2 separate regions of the Zea mays genome follow, and region 2 is linked to region 1. Evidence: chromatin contacts called from public Hi-C data. All regions are on one chromosome and are shown on one strand. Each heading gives the region's core, a stretch centred on a gene start, on an enhancer-like site or on the middle of the called end of the contact. The rest is flanking DNA. Distances are from core to core; before and after follow the strand shown.

What was found. A called contact is a pair of places that touch in the nucleus more often than the background predicts.
Region 2: a contact with region 1 is called in a Hi-C map of bundle sheath, with 2.2 times the contacts expected there. The contact joins the promoter of LOC100276552 here to the promoter of LOC100502256 in region 1. A contact is called at or near these places in 2 of 25 Hi-C or Micro-C datasets (bundle sheath and tassel).

The regions. Positions count from the first base shown.
Region 1 is chr9:87,402,307-87,406,954 of Zm-B73-REFERENCE-NAM-5.0, reverse strand. LOC100502256 reads right to left here and starts at 3,234. Exons shown (of 1, transcript NM_001196733.1): 1 at 1,801-3,234. The coding sequence starts at 2,942. The coding sequence ends at 2,337.
Region 2 is chr9:87,554,191-87,558,708 of Zm-B73-REFERENCE-NAM-5.0, reverse strand. It overlaps LOC100276552, which reads left to right and starts at 2,460. Exons shown (of 2, transcript NM_001150313.2): 1 at 2,460-2,620; 2 at 2,709-4,447. The coding sequence starts at 2,809. The coding sequence ends at 3,225.

The DNA of each region.
Region 1 (4,648 bases), core at 1,985-4,484:
GTTCGAAAACCCTGAGTACGAAGTGTACTTTCGCAAGTCTTACCCGTCTAAATAAAAAGACCCTCAAGGATATGCTGGCTTTTGGGAATCAAGGTATGGTTTAACAAGATTCAAAGACTCTTTTGCAGAAAAGCTTACTATGAGTGGATCCTTAAGAATTCATTTTACTTGTCAGGTTAATTAAAATTACCTGCATCTAGACTTCTTTCTATCCTAGTTCAAGAACTTGGCCTACACTAGCCGTCTTTTATCATCCCTTCAGTTCACTGGATTGCTACGTGTAGGGCAGTGACCAAGTCTTCATGTCTGAGAAGTAATAGCGATCTGAATCGATTAATACCTAGCTGGGGATCTCCAACCACACGACATATGTAGCACTTAACCCTTGCATATGTCAACTTGCCACCGGGTTTCTCAAGACCAGAACAGGTTCACCCCAACTGAGAGCAAAGCTTACCCATGACGAGACATGTGGCCAGTTAAAAGGTCCTCAATCAGCAAGCCTACATCGACTCAAACGGAGACACTACACCGAGACTTCCTTCTCGTGCAAGTCACCCGCCTGGTCTCAGCTTTATTATTTAAAACCCAAAGTTTGTTACCTGATAGAGGTACATCTTTTCAGATGTTGAACCCATCAAGTCCTTGATGGATTCACCATCATAAGTCTTTTCTTTGTAAAAATCCCAATCCACTGTGAAGCAGCACCTTTTGTTTTAAAACAAAACATTTTGTTTTTTTAAAGCAAGGCTAAGCATCATAAAAATCCTTTTTATAAAAGGGAGTCAAGGAATGGTGATCAATTTTCCAAGGAAGGAAATGCATCAATTGTTTAGCACACAACTCCTATCACCTAATGCATCATATAAGGTGATAAAGATTTTAAAACACAAGGAACGGGATAATGCACCGGGGCTTGCCTGGGATAAACACTACGTTAGTGTTTGTTAGACGTCGATTACTTGATGGCCATCCTTTGTCTTCGTACTTGTTCAAATTATCCATCTTTAGGTTGATTCACCGGCATCACCTTGTGGAGTAGCCCACCCTTCACACCATCTTGGGGTCGACTTGGGTCGTCTTACGCATCACCTGATCAATTAACGTACCTCATGGGATGCACGATCACATGTATGAATATCAAGACGAATATCGCAAGATAATATTACGATTTTACACAGTATAGAATTATACACTTAATGGGAAGGCATCACGACATTTCATGAGCAAACACTACCTATCGCCATATGACCAAGCGCAATAATCACGCTTCTCTAGATTAACCGAATCTAACGCAAACATCACGAAGCAACAAACTATACACACTTAACACAATTAGCCTAACCAGAACTTATCGGCTAACTAATTAAATGCTAAACTTATCCCTCGCATTATTAATTATACCACACATCGCTCATGAAGAACAATTTAGTTTCAATTCATATAATCACATATTTTAGTCCAAACCCTACTAAGCAATGCATTTACTAAACAATAATAAACTCTATCACGTTAACACAATCGTCACACATCACTGATACAATCTAGCACCACGTTGATAAAAACACTAAACTTATTTTGTGTCTCACTAATATCCTATTAAATCTACGAATTAAGCTAATTAACATGAGTAGCAAATTAAACTCACCATTGAACACAAGCCCATCACAACATCAGATCAATTCAAATACACTAGACATACATGTTTACCCAAATACTCCTCACACAAAATGATAATTCAAACACGAGCTCACAATTACAAAATACGACTATAGCATCACAAGTAACTAAGGCATTTGACCATACACACGATCCTATCACAGGAAGTGACTCGAGCATTTCAATAAACATTATTCTTATGACCACACCGCACATGCTATCGACGAGAGAAATGACACAACTAATATGTTTAACTAAATTCATTCGACCAATAGCGGAAGTAACGAACTGGCTACTATTACCTAAATCCGACTTGAAACCACGAGATTGACAACGATGCCCAGTTCGAGCCTTTCGTCGCGCAATAGGTGGACAGCGAATAGGGACCTCCACGCAAACACACATACATACATAAATCCATAGCTAGCCACATCGGCGTCTGATGAGAAATTAAACAGAGCGAGGACTGCGAGTCTCACCAGCTGGGACGCAAGACGCGGCGAAGCTGTTGGAATGATGACAGTTCCGAGGGTTAGGCGTTTCATTGAGCATCTGGTGGTGGAAGCGATGACGACGTCGAATCCCAAGAGACGGCCAGCGTGTCGACGACCGAGTCTCACATTTAGCCGAACAAGTGGCACACGAGGCGCGACGGGAAGGAGTTTGACATGTCAAGTCTAACAAAGGCGTGACATCGACGATGCTGCAAGCAGTGGTTGGAGTCGAAAATGCACGACAAAGGAGACGAGGACAGCCACGACACAATAGCATGGAAGGGGGTGCGACCATAGCATGGCGCATAAAATAGCAGTGCCCAACCACCATGGCCAACTCCGGCCAACCTTCCCGTGCGCCATGGCATGGCGAGAACCTAAACGAGTGGATAGGGACGATGATGACGCCACGAATGACGTTCGACGGCGAGATCGACGGCGATACAAGATGGTGGCGTAAAGAGCTGTAGGGCTGGTGAGCTGACGCAAGTGACGGAGACAACCACGTCCGGCAACAACGCGTTGACTGAGGACAAGCCCGTAGTGACGCACGACAGTGAGGAGCTCGGCGTGATGGGGAGCAGCAACCATCGGCGTGAGGAGAGCCAGGAAAACGACGCGCACACCAAAACGATCCTGGGCGTGACTGGACGGTTGCTGTGGCGCAGGGGATCGACACCCGAGTGCATGGCTTGAGGAGGGAGATAGCAGAGGGGAGGAGCCAGAGTGCCAGACGCCATGGTCAAGGGCTAGAGCAGAGGGGGACTTGGTGGGGAAGACGCAGGGCATGGAGCGGAGGTACGACAAGCTCGTAGTAGCACCAAAGAAACTGCTGGTGAGGAGCCGAGCTGGAGCAGGGGCGAGACGGCCATAGCGAGGGAGCTCGGATGGGCGAAATCCGAGCAGGGGCCTGGGGCGCGCGCACGGGGGATGGGAGCTCGGCCATGGACCTGGAAGCCGAGCGAGCAGAGAGGGCGGCCATGGATGGGAGGGGCGGAGGGAGGTCGTGGAGCTGGATTGGAGCGCGCCATGGATGAGCAGGAAGCACCAGGGAGAGCGCGCGGCGTGAGGGATAAGGTCGTTGACCCATGAGCGGTGAAAAGATCAGGGAAGAGAGAGCGGTGTGAGGATAAGATCCCTGGGATATTTTCTTTTTTTATTTCTTCTCTTTTTTTAAAAGGAAATCATAGATATTTTGAATCAAGATTTTTAGCGATGTATAATGGGTCGACGCGCTATGCGGCTACAAATTATAAAACGGAAAAATCAGAGGATTAACACTTCTGGCTAAATTTCGTTTAGATAGCTTTCGTGACTATTCTGGGCAAAATGTAAACGGATCAGATTAAAACGAGTTCAGCTTCGGTATTTAAGACTGTATTTAGTCCCGTCCAATTGTTACGATTCTCGCCAGATATCGATCATTTGATCTGATGGCAAGAATAACATGCTGAGAGAAACAATTCAATTAATGTGCTGGCGCATTGTTCTTTTCGGACAGCGCGGGGCTCCAAATTCATATTCACTTACGCGCGTGATCCGAACATCTCCAACTTCGCCAGCAAACGAGACTCGATAATCCAAAAGTTTCATGAAACCTTTTTAATTGTTAAGATTATGGAGATGAATACGGCATCAAACTTGAACTTTTGTGAGATGATTAAATTCCAAGCTAAATGAGATTTCTCGAATAATCTCGGTAATCGGAAATGGGGGCTAATATCGAAATCGTTATTCACCCCAGTAGTTCTTGCTTAAGTCCATATTCGCTGTTTAACGGGAGATAACACCTGGGGTGTTACAGCCCTCCCCCCTTAAAAGAATCTCATCCCGAGATTTGGAGCGAAAGACTTTTAAGAGTAGAGAAGCATGTAACTCATGTCCATATCAGTGATAGTATAAGGTAGTTCCAAGCAAAGGCGAGTGTCTCAGGATGGGGTTTCTCTAGTGGACATAACATGTATCGCCTTAAGCTAGTTTAGAGATGTCCACCAATAGAGACGATGTCTGCCAAAAGAACACATAAGGTTCCATGTGTGCAGTTTGCTTTTTCTGATGACACTGTACTATCTGAGTTTGTTGGGCGAGCGGTAGATATGCGACTTTACCCAAACAGAGTTAGTTGCAACCTCTTGGGTAAAACACATAGAAGGAGGTTTACCAACAAGCGGTCACGGTAAGTTCATAGCACATGAGACGGGTGTGGATGTCGAATACTATCGCGGTTAACATGTGGCTAACCAGAGAATTCAAGTCCACGAAGGATGATAGAGATTCAAGAAAATATCAATGAAGAGATATGTTGATGTTGACTTCGTGACCAACCCATTTCATCAAATACTTAGCATGGCTCGTCTTGATCACATATGTTAGAAAATCACATGTGATACGATCGAGGCATGACTAGAGAGATGATTAGGTGGTTACTGGCCGACTTAATCTCGATTCTTATAAACACTTCCTTAAGATGGGTTGTACAAAAGTGAGTTTAGACA
Region 2 (4,518 bases), core at 1,211-3,710, 150 kb before region 1:
GATCACCTTCAGCCCTAAGATAGTTTCCATGAATGAAAGTAGTGAAAGGTATCCTATGAGGAAACAAATGCTTAAGCATCAGATATGTAGAGTTCTACCTAACCTTCATGTCCAACTAGAATTTTCTAGGTCTAATATTAGTAGCAATGCAATAACTTTTATATGCAGCAATTCTCTGATTAGAGTTTAAAAAAGATATTGCAGTTCTAAATGTTTTAATCAAATTCTTAAGAGCATTTAGGGCCTCTTTAGCTATCAAATTGATTATATGACATGCACAACGTTGATGCAAGAACATTTCAGATTCTGCACCATTATCAATACCCAGATATGGTGACATTATAGGTCTAAGCAACCTCATGGCAGAAGCATTAGATGATGCATTGTCTAGGGTAAAAGCAAACACCTTATTAGTCAAGCCATAATCAGCAAGCACACCAGCAACACGATCAGCAATGTTTTGACCATTGTGTGACACATCAATAAGCACTAAAGAAAGCACCCTTTTTCTCTAGTTGCCAATCAGGGTTTATGTAATGGGCAACAACACTAAGGTAGTCCTCTTTGGCATTACCAGACCAAATGTCAGAGGTCAAACACACACAATTAACATCAAAAGAAGTAAGAGTCTCAACAAGCTTAGCCTTTTTGTCAGTGAAGTATTTAACCATGTCTCTGGTGGTGGTTTGCCTAGAGACAGGCACAAATTTAGGATTATGAGCAGTTCAAACGCAGCATTTTCACCCAAATTAATAGGAATTTCTAGCCTAGCAAGCAATCGAACCAATTCATTACGTGCAACCATAGGATAGTACTCCCAGTTATGCATACTACCATCACGATTAAAAGATATCTGAGACTGAGACATGCGGGTTTTTTCACGCCTCCTAGGACATCTATCCCTATGTCGGCTGAGTTGGCCAGTGCCACCACTAGAGAGAGAAGAATATTGCTTAGAGCAATGTATGCACTTAGCTGCAAACTTACCTTCTTACCGTTCACGATTTTGAAAAGTTTCTCGAAATCTAACCAGACTGCAGAAGTAGAAGGACGACAACGCTTGGCACTGTGTTCGTCCCCTTCACCTTCCTGGCCACCGACTTTTTGTTCATCACCTACATGGATGGGATGCTCACTGCTATGGCCAAAGAGCACTGCAGCATCCTCCCGGAGGTCATCCTCATCGTCATCTCTGGCCAACCCGCACAACCGTCGCTCCTCGTTGCAGTCAATCTCAACAGTTTCATCATCGGAGACGGCCATCGGAGTCCCGGTTCCTCAACGGCTACAACATGAATACAAGATTAGGGTTAGGGTTACATAATAAAATAGATTAGGGTTAGGGTTACCCATTACCTAATAAGCCGGAGCACCAGGATCTCCGTAGGCGACGACGACCGGTCGACCATCGACGAACTACCGATCCGGCCACCCGGTTCCTCGACGGATTTGAATTCGGAGCACCGTAGCAGCCGACGACGTTTGAGCTCGAGGGAGATGACGATGATGTTGTGTGCCAGTGCCGGACAGTACCGGAGGGGGAGAAGAAGATAGGAGATAGGAGAGGGAGACTGGAGCTAGGGTTACATAATAAAAGAGATTAGGGTTAGGGTTACCCGTTATCTAATAAGCCGGAGCACCGGGATCTCCGCAGGCGATGTCGACTGGTCGACCATCGACGAACAATCGATCCGGTCACCCGGTTCCTCGACGGATTTATTCCGGAGCACCGTACAAGCCGACGGCGTATGAGCTTGATTGCTCGAGGAAGACGACGAGGTAGACGAGGATGATGCTGTGTCGTGTGCCAGTGCTAGTTGGTGTAGATGACACCGGAGGGGGAGAAGAAGACAGGAGAGAGGAGACAGATGAGGGAGAACGGAGCTAGGGTTATGGATATGAGTTACCCATTCCACAAATGCGCAAATCCGTTGAGGTCTTGAGGATGGAGCGGGGGAGAGGATCTCCGACGATCGATCCGAGCGGAGGCGGAGAGCCGGAGACCGGAGAGGGAGACCGGAGCGCTGAGCGGAGGCGGAGGGAACGAGGGAGAGGAGAGTTCGCCCAATCGCCCGCAGCTGAGAGCGACTTTAGGGTTTACACGTGCAGACGCAGTGACGCACTAGCGCAGGCCGCGGGCGTGCTCGGTGCTTTGATGGCTGGGCTGGGCCACGCGCGCTGGCGCCAGGGCGGTGCCAAAGCCGTGCCAGCCCATTTAATCGTGTCGGGCCTGGGCCGACACTACGGACCGAGTTGGTGGCCCAGGCACGACACTGTGTACCAGCCGGGCCCGGCACTGTGTACGGGCCGGACCCAACACTGGCACTGTATGGAACGGGTCGTGTCGTACCTGGGCCGTGCTTTTTAGTGCTGTGCTCGGGCCGACCCACCTTGTTAGTGTCATATGGCCCTGTATAGTCCAGCCTGCATCTTAGGTTTAACTAGGAATCTAGGATCTAGTGGTCCAAACAACCAAACAGCCGCTATATAGCGGACTAGGGGCTCGTTGGAGAGAAAACTTATTACAACCGACCAACGCGCTTTGTAACGCCTCCGCTGCAATCAGCCCCCGCGGCGAGCTTGCCCTGCCCCTGATTGCTAGTTCTCGCCGTTACGTAAGGTAAGCTCCTCTCCATCTTATTTTTTTCTTCTCTTCCCCATTCATATCGGCAGATGAGCGACGGGTTCTGATCCCTTTCGAAAAACAGGCTTCTTGGCCTTGCGTCCTCCGTCTTTCGTTGCTGATACATCGAGGTATTAAAGAAGCTGCCTGGTTCCGGGCAGCAGAGGTCGCCGCCGCCTGCAGCAATGGCCGACTTCTCCTGGCTCACGGTGCTTGGCTTCCTATTCCTCACCTTCAACTCAGGCATGGCGATTTATCGGTCCAACGGTGACGCCGGCTCCGTCGCTTTCGTCGTGGTATCTTATCTCGACCTGGTGGCCCTGTTCGCCTGCTTGCGCTACTACGAGCAGTTGGATCAGCAGCACTCCCAAAAGCGCGCGAGGGTCAAGGCTGGGGTTTGGAGCCTCACGACCCTCCTTACTATCATGTTCAGTTACAAGGTGGCTGAGATTATGCCCCTGCCAGTCAAACTTGTTGTCTGGTCGATGGCAGCCGCTACCACCTGTGGCGGCTTCTACGCTTTCTTCGTCCACAGCGAGAAGCCTGTCATGCCAGCGGTGGCGCCACGGCCCGCCGCGGCCAAGGATGCAGCCTCCAACTAGGTTCGTTTGCCACCACAAGGCGCATACTGCCGGCCTTGGTTCGGCACCGCGCGTTAGATCCCAGGGCCAACTAGGTTGTTCTCTAATTCCTAATTTCTTGGCCTTTTCTCTTCCACTCTCCGCCATTTTAGCTGTCGCCTCGGTTGTTTTAGCTTGCCGGCGTGGACAGACTGGCAGATCTGGAGCTCGGCGCGACCAGATCCGGTGCTGCTGTGCCCGATGGCAGAGGAGATCTCTCTGGTTTACTCTGCTAAGAGTCAAAGAGGAGCTGATGACGACAACTAAGCTTGGGTTACCGATAATTGAGCCTGTTCTCTGCACGAGAAGAAATTTCCGGCCTCACCTAGTACTAATAAGTATGCTGGATAGTCCCCCAGCACGGGAGTTAATTGTATCAAGAGAAGTGGAGACCAAGGGCAGAGTAGAACTACAGAGGATATCTTTGTATATGGAGGCTACATGTGAACAAGAAAGGAGAGGAGGAAGACTGTATAGATCTGAAGAACCTAAGGAGAAACAATCAGAGTACTTGCTGGAACACATATATCTTCCATGATAAAAGTTAGATTTCTTGTTTGGTGCTCATGCATGGGTTCCATATGTTCTTCCCGTCTTATTAGAACATATCTATTGGACTACCATGCATAAAAAGCCGTCGTTTCATAAACTATTGGGACTATACGGCACCAATGAAGCTATTGATGCTGGCCGGCAAGCTGACAGCGAGGTGAAAGCTTTTCAAAACGATATTCCGAGTGGAAGAGAAAAGAAAATAAAAGAAATAGCAGGTTATTTTAGAAAAAAATAGTTGGCCCATATGTAACGCGCGGTAGCTTTAAGATTATTATGTCCAGCAGCTTATTCATATATTATACATATATTCAAATTTCACTCTGTGAATAGTAGTCTAAAATACAGTAGTGTTTTGAGTAAACTATGGATAAACTGCTGGACAAGGTCTAAGATAAGTGCTGCGTGGTGGCAACAAACGACACTTAGTCTTGTTTGGTGGCAATGATATTGGAGGGGCTAAAGTTTTTTCGCTCCTAAACAAGCTCCTAAACAAGCTCCTAAGAATCTTACGTGTTATGTTGCATTATGGAATATCTATGTATCTGCAAACTCTCTGTAGTCTGTATGTACCTCGGATGTGCTCTATGTGGCTTTGTAATTCTGAACGGAGGAAGTAATAATAAGATAAATGGATGGCGTAACAAGATAAGTTGCTTTGTGCAATTTGTGTTTCCATACTCCGGTGCATTATTGTGCCCCTGTACAGGACAAAACCGGCGG